2 separate regions of the Mus musculus genome follow, and region 1 is linked to region 2. The links are chromatin contacts, called in public promoter capture Hi-C maps. All regions are on one chromosome and are shown on one strand. The core of a region is the stretch at or near the end of the contact, and the rest is flanking DNA. Distances in the headings are between cores, read along the strand shown.

Region 1 (6,656 bases), core at 1,012-3,511, 3.5 Mb before region 2:
TTTCTTGTGAAAAGAATGGCCAGGGTCCTTCAACTTCTGCAGAGGTCAGAAGAGGACACCAGATTCTCCTGGGACTGGAGTTACAGACAGTTGTGAATCACAATGTAGCTACTGAGTCTTTATGAGCACTGACTGCTCTGCCAGAGGTCCTGAGTTCAATTCCCAGCAATGGGGTCTGATGCCCTCTTCTGGTGTGTCTGAAGAGAGCAATGGTGTACTCCTATACAATGTAACTACTGAGACTCAAACCCAGGTCCTCTGCAAGTGCTAGACAAGTGCTCTTAATCACCGAGCCAATTCTGCAGCCAGGGCCAGTGGTTCTAACTTGTGCTGCTCTGTACTGTTCAGTGCTCCCATCAGTGTTCCCATCCAGTAGTCCAGTCTCTATGCACTGGGCCTCCTGTGCTGCTGAGAACCTCAGTGGAGGCTCTAAGGCCAAGAGAACTCCTTCACATATGACTCTCCAGGGCATCTGCTTAGTTTCAGTCCACTGAGCACAGCCCAGGAAGAGATTGTCTCCACAGACTCCCACCCATCACCCTGACAGAGATCCCAGAATTCCACAGTTTCCTCTGAGAGGCTCTCCTTGGAGCCCTCCTGCCGGCCAGCAGTTTCCCTCCCATGCTCCCTCTTGCAGGAGCAGTGCCCTGACTTGTCTCCCAGGCACTCTTCTTGTTCTCTAGTTGTAATGGATTTTAAAACTTTTCTATCATTTCTAGGGCTTGAGGGTGGGAAGAGAGGCTATTAGGAATTATCTTGACCACTATCTTGATTCAATCCCTCTTGGTCTAAAAAAAAAAAATCAGTTTGTGTCCACCCTGGGGTGCTTAATCCCTGGGAGCTGAACTTCAAGGTCGATTTGATCACCACGTCTGTGGTTTGCAACCATAGCCGGACAAGTCCTAGATCCTGAGTGCTGCAACTTGCCCTTCAGTTAGCTACAGGCCCTCTCAGGATCCCTGGACTTCTGAAAAGAGGAATTTCAAAACAGAGCCATAAAGGTGGCTGAGTACTGCCTTCAGCAACAGGGAATTAGATGTTAGCTTCTGTGACAACCTCCTGGGAGATGCTGGGATTGATAGCGCTCAGGTGGAGCCCTGCAAATCCAGGGTTGTAATGTACCTCATTTACCTCCGGGGCTCATTTTACCATCGGCGGCACCAGATTACAGCCCCTACATCAGGTGGTTGTTTTCCTTTTCTTCTTGGTTTGCGGATTTCACTTGGAGCCAAGATGCAGAAAGGGAGAAAAGGTTGGGAAACACCTCCAGGTCTGAGACCAGGACAAGGCGGTGAACTCAAGAGGAGACACCTGCCTGCTCCTGTAGGTATGGCTTGGCTCTTGTTTGTCTCCTGCACTTGCTGCCCTGGCGTGGCTTGGGGCACACTTGAGATGTATCTTTCCCTGTCTGTCTGGGGCAAGCCAGCAACAGCTCTCTGGCCGTGGTCCACTTTAGCCTGAATATTTTTCAGCACTCGATATTTCTCCGCTCAGAAAGCAAATGAGTCGCTGCCCACTAAGGTGGTCCTGGGGCAGTGGCCCCCAATCCTGTAGTCCTTCCTGAGAGGGCCTATGCACCTCTGCCCCTGAACTCAGAGACGCCTTGAAAGCTGAACATCACATTATTACCACTCGATCTCAGAGAACCTTCCTGACTTCTGGGGATGTTGCACACCCTGAATTTCAAAGTTCAAGGCACTGCGTGTCCCGGGTGCAAGGGGCCATTCTAAAATCAAATCCCCTGGGGCTTCCTCTCCCTAGAGTCCAGATATGATTCCCTTACACTTCCTTCCGGATTTGGGGGCATCTTTCCAGATAGTGGAAAGGAATCCAAAATTTGTAATTCCACGGCGGAGCCAGCTCGAAGCTGCAGACACTCTCGGCCTCAGAGCCCAGATCCTGAAAAGCTTACCAGTTTACCGTATCTTCTCGGGGAAATAGACCCTCCTCTTCGGCCACACCTCCTGGATCATCTATTGGCCAACCTGAGCACCGCCCACGCGATGCCATTGGTTTGCACCGGCTGCCCAGACAAAGGGAGCGGCCGCTGCGGGAGGCGATGGGGCGGGGCTAGGCGGAGGCGCTGGGGCAGGCGGGGACGCTGCCCTCATGGAGGCGGGGCGGGGGCCTCCACGTGGGTGGGGCTGGGCGCCCTCCCCACCCCCACGAGGGCCGCGGCCGTGGGGCGCTGGTAGCTCTCCCGCCCCTCCGCCCTGCACCCCTCCCGCCCTAGGGCTCTTTCCTGGACTGCGGCTGCAGCCTTCTCTTCCCGGAGGGCTCAGAGTTCGTCCCCTTTTCGCGATTGGGAACGTGGACACGCCGGAGCCTGGATGCAGAAGGGCGCGCGGGAACAGGGAGCTGGTGCGCGAGCCGCAGCCCAGCGTCCAGGCCGCCCCACTCTCTGCTGATCCAAAGGACTAGGGAAACCCTGCGCGCCGACGGTGGCCTGGACGTTGGCGCGGGCCCTGGCGCTAAAAAACGGATCCCATTTCCAGAAAGGCGGGCCGGGTATCCCGCTCCTGCCTCCTGGAGAATTAGCTCGGCGGAGGTCGACCAGCCGGGTAGGGAGGGAGGGATGGAGGGACAGGCCTAGGGTCGACCAGCCGGATAGGGAGTAGCTTCTGGGAGCTCCCTTGCCTACGGAGGGCCGGTGAGGCTGCCCTCAGAGCGCCGCCAGGTACGTGCTTTTTCCTTGTTTCCCGCGCGCCCAGAGCACACTCTGGGGAGGGAAGGAATAAAAACCCAGCTGGTGTGTAGGAGATTTTCGCACCAAACGTGTCTTTCTGAGGGGTCCTGGGACGGTAGCCGAACTCGGGGTAGCCTCCTGAGCTGTATTCTGGAATCCCTACTGGGCTCTCCACCACCCGTAAGACGGGCTTGGAGCCAGTTCCTGTGGAAATGCGCGTCACTTTCTTCAGAGGCCCACGAAATTCATCCAGGACTCCATGGGTACTACAGCAAGATGGCTCTGTTTCGAAGTGGTTCATACAGTTATCCCCCAACCCGGAAACCTAGAATTCTCGTTTTCTGAACCGGGATGTTTACTTTAGGGAAACCTGGTCTTGGCTTCTGCTGCGCGCCGGGTGTCTAGGAACGAATCCCTCCTGGATCCGGGAACCCCAGATTTGCGGGGTTAGGAGATACCCTCAGAGTTGTGGTTTTTTGTTGGTGGTGGTTTGTTAAGAGCCTGGTAGCTGAACTGGAGCGGGCCCCGTCCCCTCCCCCATACCCACTTCAAACAAAAGAGCTCCTCCGAGAATATTTTTTAAGGGGAAAGCGCTTCTGAATGTGGACCCTCAGTTCTCCCCGCCCCCCGTTCCGAGGAAGGACAAGGGTTTTATATGTGTGTTTAAAACAAAGGCGAAGCTAGACGCGAGTTGCCGGGAAAGGGCCGCTTTTATTTTAAAGTTCTTGAAGAATTCACTTTCTTTTCTCCCAAGTTAGCTGCAGCTGAGCCAGAAGCGTCCCCACTGGCTTACCCGATAGTGGGATTTTACACGGTGTCGGCTAAGGGTGGCTTTGTGAGAAGACCATTTCAGAAGAAGAAACGGGGCTCTGGCTGGTGGGGTAGAAACCCCTATGGAATGAAAAGTACTCCCAGTCTCTTTGAGGAAGATTGCAAAGTAAGGTGGGTTGTTTTTCTTTTGTCCCATCCTTCCCACCCCTTAAATTAGAAGAAAAGGCCCCCAAGCGTGCAGCACCAGGTGGACGTTTGGAAGCTGCGAGTGGAATCTCGTTTAAAAACTTCCGGCCCCACGCACACCAAGTATCCATCTTCGTCGTAGTTGGGGTGAGGAAGAGTGTGACTTCCCTACCCAGAGTCTGGTTGAGCACGGATCCCGCCGAGGAGAGAAGGGTCCCGGCCGGGGGGAAGGTCCCTCTTTCTGGGACAAAGCGATCCTTAATTGTGGCCACCTTCCAAAGTCCGGGGCGAATTCGCTACGCGCGTCTGCCCGGGCGGCGCTTGGTGGGTAGTCCCGCTTCCACCAAAACTCTGTGTTTCCTTTCTCTCAAAATAAAACTCAACAAGCCATAAAGCTTCCGACGCCGGTGGAGAAGGCGCCGCGGATTTATGGCCCCTGAATTCCCTACTCTCTAATTATCCTTGTTTTTACTTGACTTATGGGTAGTGACCAATAAAATCATTTTCCATTTTGGATTTTTTTTTTCTCTCTGGCTAACATGAAAAATTCAAGTTGCGCCCTTCTCTCACCCGCTTGGACAAACCTTTTTTCTGAACGGGGTTGGGGATAAAAGAACCCTGCCTCCATCTTTCGCCTCTACTGAGGGCTGTCCTGTCTCCCAATTCCCCGATTAATTGCATTTAGGGGAGAGCTGCCTCCACCCCTTCTCCCTCCACTCTAGGGCCTTTCTGCGGATCTTTCCCTAGAAACCCCGCTGGGCTCCGGCTCTGAACAGCACCGGAGGACTGCAACGCCCACCCAGGCCCTGCTGCGGGTCTCCGGTGGCCTCAGCTCCTGTCGGGTAACCTCCCTAGGCCTCCCGGAACGCTCACCGGAGCTCGAGCCTTTGGACGTTCAGGGGGCTCCAACTTTATGTGGGGATCCCCGGACCGCCAGTGCCTGCCTCCCCACCCCCCACCCTCATCCCTTTGTTCGCCTCTCCGGACACCGAGTTGAAGGCAGGAAAAAAAAATAATTAGATGGAAATCAAAGATTAGACGGGGTGCGCTGGCCGCCAGGGCGAAGCCAGCCCAACACTCCGCCGGCGCCTCATAAATCTTTTTCGCAGGCCTGACAAAAGCCACGTCCTCCAGTTCCCTGGGAATCTAGAAACTTATCGATCTCCTCGACGTCCCCCAGACACCCCTCTTTGGGATCGAGGACGGAGAGTCCTTGGTGACCCCCCCCCCCACTTATGTCCAGCCCAGGACGTCCCAGCCCAATCCCGGAGTTAATTAATTTTCAGAAGTGGAAGAAGGTGTCAGAGGGAGAGATACCGACCTGGGCCCAACCCCCTCCCAGGAAGGGCAGCAAATATCCAAAACCCGTTTGTAAAACCAAAGAAATGTTAGGGTGCCACGTTTCCCTTGCTCCAGCTGCCTGGAAGGATGTATTCTGAGAAGGGTGAGGGGCAGCTTAACCCCTCCTTGGCGACTCCTTTGTCTGGTCCAGCCATTTCTGGAACCAGCGGGGCGCCTGGGACTGGGGTGTAGAAGCCAGGCTCCCAGGCGCTGGTCCCGCAGGTGTGACGCACGCTGCTGTTGTGGGTCCGAGCCACGGGTGTGTGCGGTCCACGTGCGATCCACCCGGGATTGCACCCGAGAGCCCTCCGCCGGAACAGTTGAGCACTTGCGGAGTCGTGGTGCTTTTAGAGTTTTTAAAAACTTGAATTAATTGGGGGAGTAGAGTGCTTTCCGACGCGAATGGAGGTGTCTTAAAAATTATATCCCATTGTTGAACCAGTTGTTTCCGATCTTAGGTATTAAAGAAATGTTGCCACATTTAATTTTGGTTGCCGTGAGATAGAGAGGGGAGCCCAACATTTTGCAGTAATTTGATAAGCCTTCAAGTAGCAGATCCGAAAGGGAGGCTGGCGGCCCAGGTATAGTTTCTTTATAACCTGAATTTACAATGAAAGCATTCTCCTTTATGGATATAATAGATTAGATTTCACAACTTAATTCTCTGCAATGGCTCCGTTTAAGGGAGCTCCGGCTGATTTTATTACGCCAAGCCAAATTGGATGCTTGTGGTCTTAACGAAAAGTGATTGTGACATAAAATATATAATTTTAAAGTAAAAAACCAACGGGTTCGACCCTGCCCCCTCCCCCCTCCCCCTTTCTCCTAACCCCTGCTCCTTATTCCCCAGTTTGGGAAATAGGGGAATCATGGGTGTTGGTTGGTTTCTGCCTGGAAGTTTAGGCGACCCGGGCCCGGGCGGTGGATTGGCGGCCTGGAGGGCCAGGCCAGACCCTCCCATCTGGTAGTCAAGAATATGAACACTCCCAACACAGTCCAGGGAATCTCCGGGTACTCTTCTGCCCATGCTGGTGACTTCAAAGCCTCCCCAGGCTGGCGTGGAGCGCCAAGGAAGCATGCTTTGAGCCGCAGCGCGCGCGCTGTCTCTCTCCAGTCTGCGTGGAGTGAAGCGTCTGTCCTCTCCTCCCAAGGCCACCACCAAGGCTCTGTAGGCGGCGGTGCCCAGGGCTGGCCCCGGACGGCTCCAAGTGCCGCACCCGAGCTGTATTCAGCAAGTGTGGTCGGTGGGGACTGGGCGGCGGACGGCGCGAGCAGCTCTCCAAGCCCAGCCATCCCGCCCCTGAGCGCCGGGAGCCCAGCCCTACAAGCCGCAGCCGACAAGGACAAGGGTCTTTGGGCTCCAGCCGACCTGGCCTGCCAGCGCCTGCGGCCCACTCTGCCGTCACTTCTCATTAAGGTCGGGCTATGTTCTCCTGACAGCGCCCCTCATTTCAGAGTGCTTTGTTGGAGACTGATTTAGCCCCCCAGAAGCTCGGGGCAGCCAGCAGCCCGAGTGAGGTCCGCTGATGGCCCCAGGCGACTGCGGGCCGCCCCAGACTCCCCGCTGAGACCTCTAGAGCTAGGTCTGGTTTGCTGGACTCTCTGGATGCAGAGGCAGCCTGGGTGCCTCCGGGTTCCCACAGGCCTCGACCCCCGCGCTCCAAGGACGCGT
Region 2 (7,026 bases), core at 2,077-4,576:
AGCACCGCTAGAGGCAACGACAGAGTCGTCAAGCATTCTCATGGCACGCCTTACATCCCTGCCTCCTCTAAAGGAAGACATTCATTTTCTAGAACTATGTGACCAGCATGTCTCACTCCAGTGAGCACAGGACAGGTGCTGGCAGCCCGCCCATTTCTGCTAACTCAGGGACTTTGCCCTCAGAGCACCCAAGGAGGAGGATTAACAGGCAACTAGACCTTAGGTTTTGGGAGGTTGGCACACAGCTCTCTATGGAGTCTATTTAACTTGATCCCTTATAAAGCTCAAATTTCTTCAAGCATGGAGCCACACCCCTAAGCCTCAGAATAGAGTATTTTCCCTCAGCTGAAATCTTCAGACAGGGATAACCAATCCATCATAGGCTTATGGGCTTTTCGGGAACACAAAATGAGAACATGAAAATCCCAGCACCTGAAAGGCCACAAACTGAGTTTGAGGTCAACCAGGTCTACATAGCAAGTTGCAGGCCAGCACGGGCTACACAGTAAGACTAAAGGGAGGAAGGGTTACACTCGATTCTGCAGCACCTGATCTAACAGACTAACCCTTCCCAGCAACCACAACCCCTGCAATTCTGTGAAGCTCTTACCAGATAGAGGCATCCCGAAGGCCCTTTCTTTCGATGGTGATTTTGTGCCACGCCTTACGATGAGCCAACCGGGAATCTGAGTAACGAAGACAACACACCTCACTCTAACAGAAGCAATCTTACTGTGGACATTCTCAAAATAGGTCTTAAAAGTCGAGCCTCAGTAAACCATGACTCTTCAGAAAGTGTCATTTCAGACAGGGATAACTTAAATCATCCTCAGCTCAACCAGTGACAATCGCTTGTCTGTCACAAGAGAGCTACAAACCTAGCGAAGAAACGAAAAAATCCTGCTGAAACTTGCCTGCCACTTAGCACACCCCTCAGCCAGGGTACAGGACGGGTTGGCACTGATGGTCCACTGAGCTGCGCGTGCCAGCTCTTCTGCTCACAGGCACCCTTCCGAGTCAGGCCCAGAACCTGAGGCGCAGCCGTCACCTATCAGTAAGGAAACACACACAAGGTTAACTCTAAAAAACTCACATGGAGTCTTCCAGGCAAGCCCGGAAGGCTGAGTTTCAGGCATCCACACTCCACACAGAAAGGCCTCCAGACAGATAGCTTTATATCATCATGGACTCAGCTCCCACAGCAGGTCAGCCTTTGTGCACGAGAACTTTTTACAAGTTTTTAAAAAAGATTCAGCAAATGTTCTTAACCACTAAGCCATTTCTCTAATCACTCCTGTCCTCTTAAAGACAAGGTGACTCACAGGAAGGAAGCCAAGACAGAATTATGAGTTTGAACCCAACCCCTGTTCCACAACAAATGCAAGGCCAATCCAGGTTACAAGGGAAGACTCTGGAAAAAGGTCACTTCCAGCAGCATCTGCCTTACAGCTGAGCCAGAGTCTTTGGCAAGTCTTTGTAGACTATCAGTGAAATCCCTAAAATGGTACAGGTCACCCACTACAGCGACCCTACTGAAGGGCAGCCATTACCACACCTGCCACTAAGAGGTGACACTATACAAAGGAGTGTCTCCTTTCCCCACCCACATGTACAAAAGCATATGGCTGTCTGTTAAGACTGAGGATTAAAAAAACCTATCTCAGGAGGTGCTTAAACATAGCCAGTGCTCTGGTCTTGCTGTGAGAATGGTCATCAAACCGTTTCTCCATGCCTGCTCAAACCTCGAGGACTCTTAATTCCACTCCATACCCGTCTCATCCACTGACCTGGGTGGAAATGTGTGTATTTTAACACTTTTTACGTGTTCTGAGAGATATCCAGGTTTGGAAGCCAGTGATTCTGTGTTACAGAAGACAAGGCTCTGTGCTACTCCCAGGTAGCAGGCCCAAATCTTTACTTAACCCAATTTCTAGGCCAAAAAACAGCTTGGTGGCTAAAGGGGAAACCAAACTCACTCAAGTCAACCAGACACATAGATGCAGTGGCACACGCATATACAAAAGAAACAGAACCCACTCACTGAACGTCAGTTTACTTAGCAGTTGAGTGAGGAACAATTTTGTATTCACCAATGTTAAATGCAGCTTGTGAGAGTGCTGAGTAAGGAGGACCACGCCCTCCTCTGGACAATCAATCCCCAACAACCTCTAACCCCACCCCCACCCCAAACCTAACAACCAACCCTTCCCAGCTACCACAACCCCTGCGACTCTATGAAGCTCTTACCAGGCGCAGGCATCCTGAAGGCCCTTGTGCACCACCACGCCTTTCCATGATGCTTCCTGGAGACAACACCTCCGTCTGAAGGAGTAATAAAGAGATCCCACTTCATTCTAACAGAAGCAACCTTACTGTGGTCATTCTCAAAACAGACCTCAAAACGTCGAGCCTCAGTAAACCATGACTCTTCACAAAAGTGTCATTTCAGACAGGGATAACTTAAATCATCCTCAGCTCAACCAGCAAGAGGCCCCCCAAACCCCCCAGTGCCAACCCAACTCATTTTTGGAAATCCGGTTCTGGCAACCACGTTGAGTTGCAGAACGACACTCTATAGCCCCAAATTACACCGGCACAGACCCTCTTCTGGACTTGTTTGGAACCCTTACCGACACGGGCTGCAGAGGGCTCAACGCGCATTCTTCTGGCTGAACTTGAGAACTATGTCTGAGGCAGATGCCCACCATCTACCTATGCCTTCTGACGGGTGGACCACACCGAGCCCGTTGGCTTTCAGGGATCCAGCCATTACTTCTGAGACGGAACCTGCATCTTGTCTCCCGAGTGCCAAAAGGCAATGCCTTCGGGGAAGGAGAAGTTATGCCGCGTTAGAGCTAACGGCTTTCAGTTTTCAATCCCGTTCATGACAATCTGTAGTTAGCAGGAGTCACTCGTGTTCACTTAAGGCCACCACCCTCAATGGAGACCCCAGGGAAGACAGAGCTGAGCACATGGCTGGCTTTGGGTCACAGAGAGAAGACCGCTCCCCGCCCCAAGAGAAGGGAGATCGAAGACCAAAAAGGGCTTCATCCCGTCCGCATCAAACGTCTCGCAGTCTGGGGAGCATTTCCTTAGACAGCATCTCAGACCTCCTAAGGCCCACAATAGCAAAGGAAAGGGCTGATCGTCGACACGTCACCTCCGGAGAGAGCAAGCGTGTCGACGGTATGTGTAGGAAAAACCTCATCTTCCCTTTTCCACAACTTACCATCACCCAAAGCTTAGGCCTTTCAGGGAGAACACCACAGACCCGCGCGGCCATAACTTCCAAACACGCGGCAGAGGACCTCGGAAAGGACGAGATCGCGCTTGCGCGCAGTCTTCCCGTTTTCCCTCCCCTCCGCAAGTCTCGCCGGAACTCTCGCGATGTCGAGAATGGTTTGATGGGAAATGTAGTTCTAAATCTACCGTTGCCAAGAATGGGTCGTCTCACCTCACATTGAGTGAAGAGAAAGGGGTAAGATGGTGGCAGCCACCAGGGGCAGCAGAGGGTTCGGGGTAAGGAGCTTGGACTGTGAACTTCGGCGGTCCCCCGCTAAGTCTGGGGAGGTGGAGAATGTTCGAGGGTTCAGGGACCGTTGAGGAAACTGAGGCTCGTTAATTGTGCTGCAGATTTTTATCTGGGGTGGAGAAATGTCACTTGGCTTAGTTCCTTAGTGAAGTCCAGGGAGAGTCCCAGGGAATGGGCAGAAGCTTTTAAGATGGGGGCGAGAGCGGGTTCCGGCGGCAGGGGGCACTCGAGAGCTGCAGGGGCGACCGTCAGTAGCAGCAGCAGCAGCCCCAGGTATTCGCCTGCCTGTGGCACTGTTCTCACAGGGAAGATACAATGAAATCGGCGCTGAGGACTAGCCGGTATAAGTTGGAGATAAAAACCATTTTAATAGAGGGGTTTAGTGTGAGGATTAGGAGAAAGAGAAGCGCTCAAGAAGAATGCATACCCAGGGTGGGAACTGGCTCAAGGAGAGTTGCAATTGATTGTGTTAGCCATGTATAATTCTAGTAGCTCGTGAGTTACATCTTAAAAGGTTGCTAGGAGACACCCCCTCCCCACTTTCTTGCTATCTTGGTAAGTGAAATAAGTGTGCTGGCCCCAGAGAAGCGTTGGATGGAACTGTAGGCACAAGTCGCTAGGGGTTGCATGGGGGTGGGGGTGGTGTAATTGGTGAGGGTCGCTGAAAAATTGTAGTTTAATATCTGGGAAGGGCAAAAGGGCCTTCAGCAGTTGGTAATTATGCCAGAATTCTTGTTTCTCTGTTGGCAAGAGACTTGACAGGATTCCTGAATGAGGGACCCTCTTCCTCTATCGTGGGCGTGTTTTCCATGTCTTTCGATCCTGCCTCGTTCGTTTAGAGTATCATTTTGCATGGGGCATCTTGACTTCATTTTTAAATAGGACAAAATGGCAAGGCAGGGCCAGAACTTATACCTATTTACAAGCTAGTTTAAATTTACAAGATCTAGAGCCTTTTATTCACAACCCTCGCCCGGTCCTCCAGTCCTCCTCAAATGGAACTCTGTAGCATTTAGCCTGTATCATCTTTTTAATGTGGAAATCTGTTACTCACTCTTAATGACCATATCCGTGTATATTTCTCTCCTTTAATTTAATTGTGAGTCCTTTTGGGGGGAGGGAACTCTCTTAATATTTTTTTTATTCCCTCATAGTGCTGGGCTTAGTGTTGGGCTGTGTCTTTCTCACAGAATGTCCCAAGGAGATAATCAATAATGTATTCAGCAAGAACACAGGCCCTTGAATTTTCTATCTTACCCTTGAAGACAGACTATTTTGTTGAGTTCTGACAGGAAGGATGCATTTTCTCTCGGCACATTAAGTTCTTTCATGTGAGACTTGCAGGGGGAATTCTCAAGAATTTGCCCAAAGCCGCTTGTGAAACTCGTGGGCACGTGACCTTCGGCAGACAAGATAATAATGGTAGTTAGCACATGACGAATTGGATTCGCTAGGTGGCTGCTCACTGTCTCAGGTTCTTTAACCCTCGCTATCTATGAAGCCCTGGGACTATCCCATCTGGCAGATGAGAAGACACGTGTCAAGAGGGGAGGGGAGGGGCTGGTTAAAGCCTCAGTGGTGCCTGACTTGGTTTGATCTCAGCCCGCAGAGTTTATGCTTTTATCATTCGGTTGCTAATGCGCTGAGCGAGTTGACCTACTACATAAGAGCTTTTCTTCCAGGGGGACAAGTAGGGCGGAGGAGGATTTGTGTCTTTAAAAATTGACGTGTGGGTATGAACATGTATGCAGGTGCACATGTATGAGAGTAGGTGGGTGCATGTAGAGGTCAGACATCAACTTTGGGTGCCTTTCTCAGTCACTCTCCACTTTAGGTGTGAAGTCCAAGTCTCTCACTAACCCTAGAGCTTGTGGATTGGCCAGACAGACTGACCAGTGAGCTCCAGGGATCCCCTGTGTCTCCACTTTCCCAGAGCTCAGACAACAGACACTGTTCCCACCTTCTGCTGCTGCTCTGTTTACTTATGCAGTGTGTTGGCGTGGGGGTCGCCTGCGTGTACAGTCTGTGCACCACGTGTGTGCCTGGTGCCCACGGGGGCCAGAAGAGGGTGTCAGATTACCCCTGGGACTAGAGTCACAGTTGTAAGGTGCCATTTGGTTTCTGTGACTAGGACCTGAGCCCCGTAGAAGAGCAAACGCTCTCAGCCACTGAGCTATCTCTCTAGCCCCTCACCTGGCTTCTTAGTGAGCACCAGGGATCTGGCCTCGTGTCCCCTTCTTGGGCAGCAGGTGCTTTACCAATTGAGCGATGTCCCCAGCTGCATTTTTCTGTCTTTCCAGAGGTGGTTGGAGGCTAATAAAGTAACATTGACACAAGGATGCTGGCCACCTGCTTTGTTGGTTTGAGCCACGCGGTGGCAGAGTGGAGGAGGAGACTCTGTAGGAGCCTTTTGGTGTCTGGCTTTGGGATCTCCTGCTGTCTCAGGGCTCCAGGCTAATTGCCACTCAGTGTGCAGAGAGGCCACTATTCTGCCTGTAGGTCTCTGTGTGGGTTTCACACCTGGAAGGGCACACTTTCCCCTGCACAACTCAGTTATACGTCGTGGAACAGCCACAGACACACGGCCAGTAAGAGTACCACCAGCAGCTGGGCAGTGGCCGCCCAAGAGGCTGGAGCAAACTCCAAAGGCCTTGTGCCTGAGCAGGCCCGAGGTACGACTGTGTGTGTGGGCAGTCCAGAAATAACTGGAAAAGCCTCAAAGGCCGCATCAGAATCCCTGAATGAGCAGCCAAGGTCAGAGCTGCTCAGAATGAAGTGCTAATGCTACTGTGATCTCACTTGTGCCCCGTGCGGCTGAGATCCGGTGCAGCTGAGCCGTGTGTACAGTGGAATCCCATAACCATTCTACGAGATCTACAAGTGCAGACTACAGCTATCAGGTGAAGCACCACAGTCCAGCGCTAAGTGTGGGAAACAGGCAAGCTGGCTATCAACCCAAGGCTCAGAGTTAGTCAGCTGGCCTTGTGGGCAGGGGAAGTCACTGACAGGATTTGAGAAAGATGTGGTTTCTGAAACCCGTAGCAAGAAAGCAGTCTTTACAGTATTGATGCTCCCTTCTTAATTGCGAAGGGAATCTTGGACTTTATTAATAAGGTCATGAAGGAGGGTTGCTGATGCCTCCAAGACACTGGCTGCTTACACTCAGAGCATCTGCACCAGTGCTTTCACAGGAAGTGCATCTGTGTGCAGGCGCGTTGGAGGCCTTCCTGTAAACTGTTCCTCCTCCATCTTGTCTACAATACAATTCTGGCCAAGTTTGGGGAATTCTTCTTGCCTTTCCAAACAACAGCCTCTCTTCTGGCTCTGGGACATGGTAGAGACGCGATGCTTGGACTTGCCACGGCCGTCTGGAATCTGTGAGGCTCCCCTCAGAGCAAGAGCCAAATCCCTCTGAGGATGGGCTGGAAAGAAAAAAGGAGTCCTTGAGACTGCTGGTCAACTTCTGGAGAGAGTCAGCCCTGAGACCCTCGGCT

Evidence for each region. Promoter capture Hi-C pulls out the DNA fragments that hold promoters and counts their contacts.
Region 1: a contact with region 2 is called in a promoter capture Hi-C map of pre-B cells, with 2.4 times the contacts expected there. The contact joins the promoter of 2810410L24Rik here to the promoter of Snhg16 in region 2. A contact is called at or near these places in 2 of 39 promoter capture datasets (cranial neural crest and pre-B cells).

What each region holds. Positions count from the first base shown.
Region 1 is chr11:120,185,461-120,192,116 of GRCm38.p6, reverse strand. It overlaps 2810410L24Rik (RIKEN cDNA 2810410L24 gene), which reads left to right and starts at 2,261. Exons shown (of 3, transcript NR_030682.1): 1 at 2,261-2,677; 2 at 3,441-3,628; 3 at 4,366-5,467. It also overlaps Gm9734.
Region 2 is chr11:116,667,960-116,674,985 of GRCm38.p6, reverse strand. Snhg16 (small nucleolar RNA host gene 16) reads right to left here and starts at 3,326. Exons shown (of 5, transcript NR_027821.1): 1 at 3,230-3,326; 2 at 2,631-2,822; 3 at 2,248-2,322; 4 at 915-1,048; 5 at 1-686. Snord1c (small nucleolar RNA, C/D box 1C) reads right to left here and starts at 2,481; the gene lies at 2,404-2,481. It overlaps Prcd (photoreceptor disc component), which reads right to left. Exons shown (of 5, transcript NM_001163318.1): 5 at 6,597-6,954. Snord1b (small nucleolar RNA, C/D box 1B) reads right to left here and starts at 839; the gene lies at 763-839. It also overlaps Snord1a.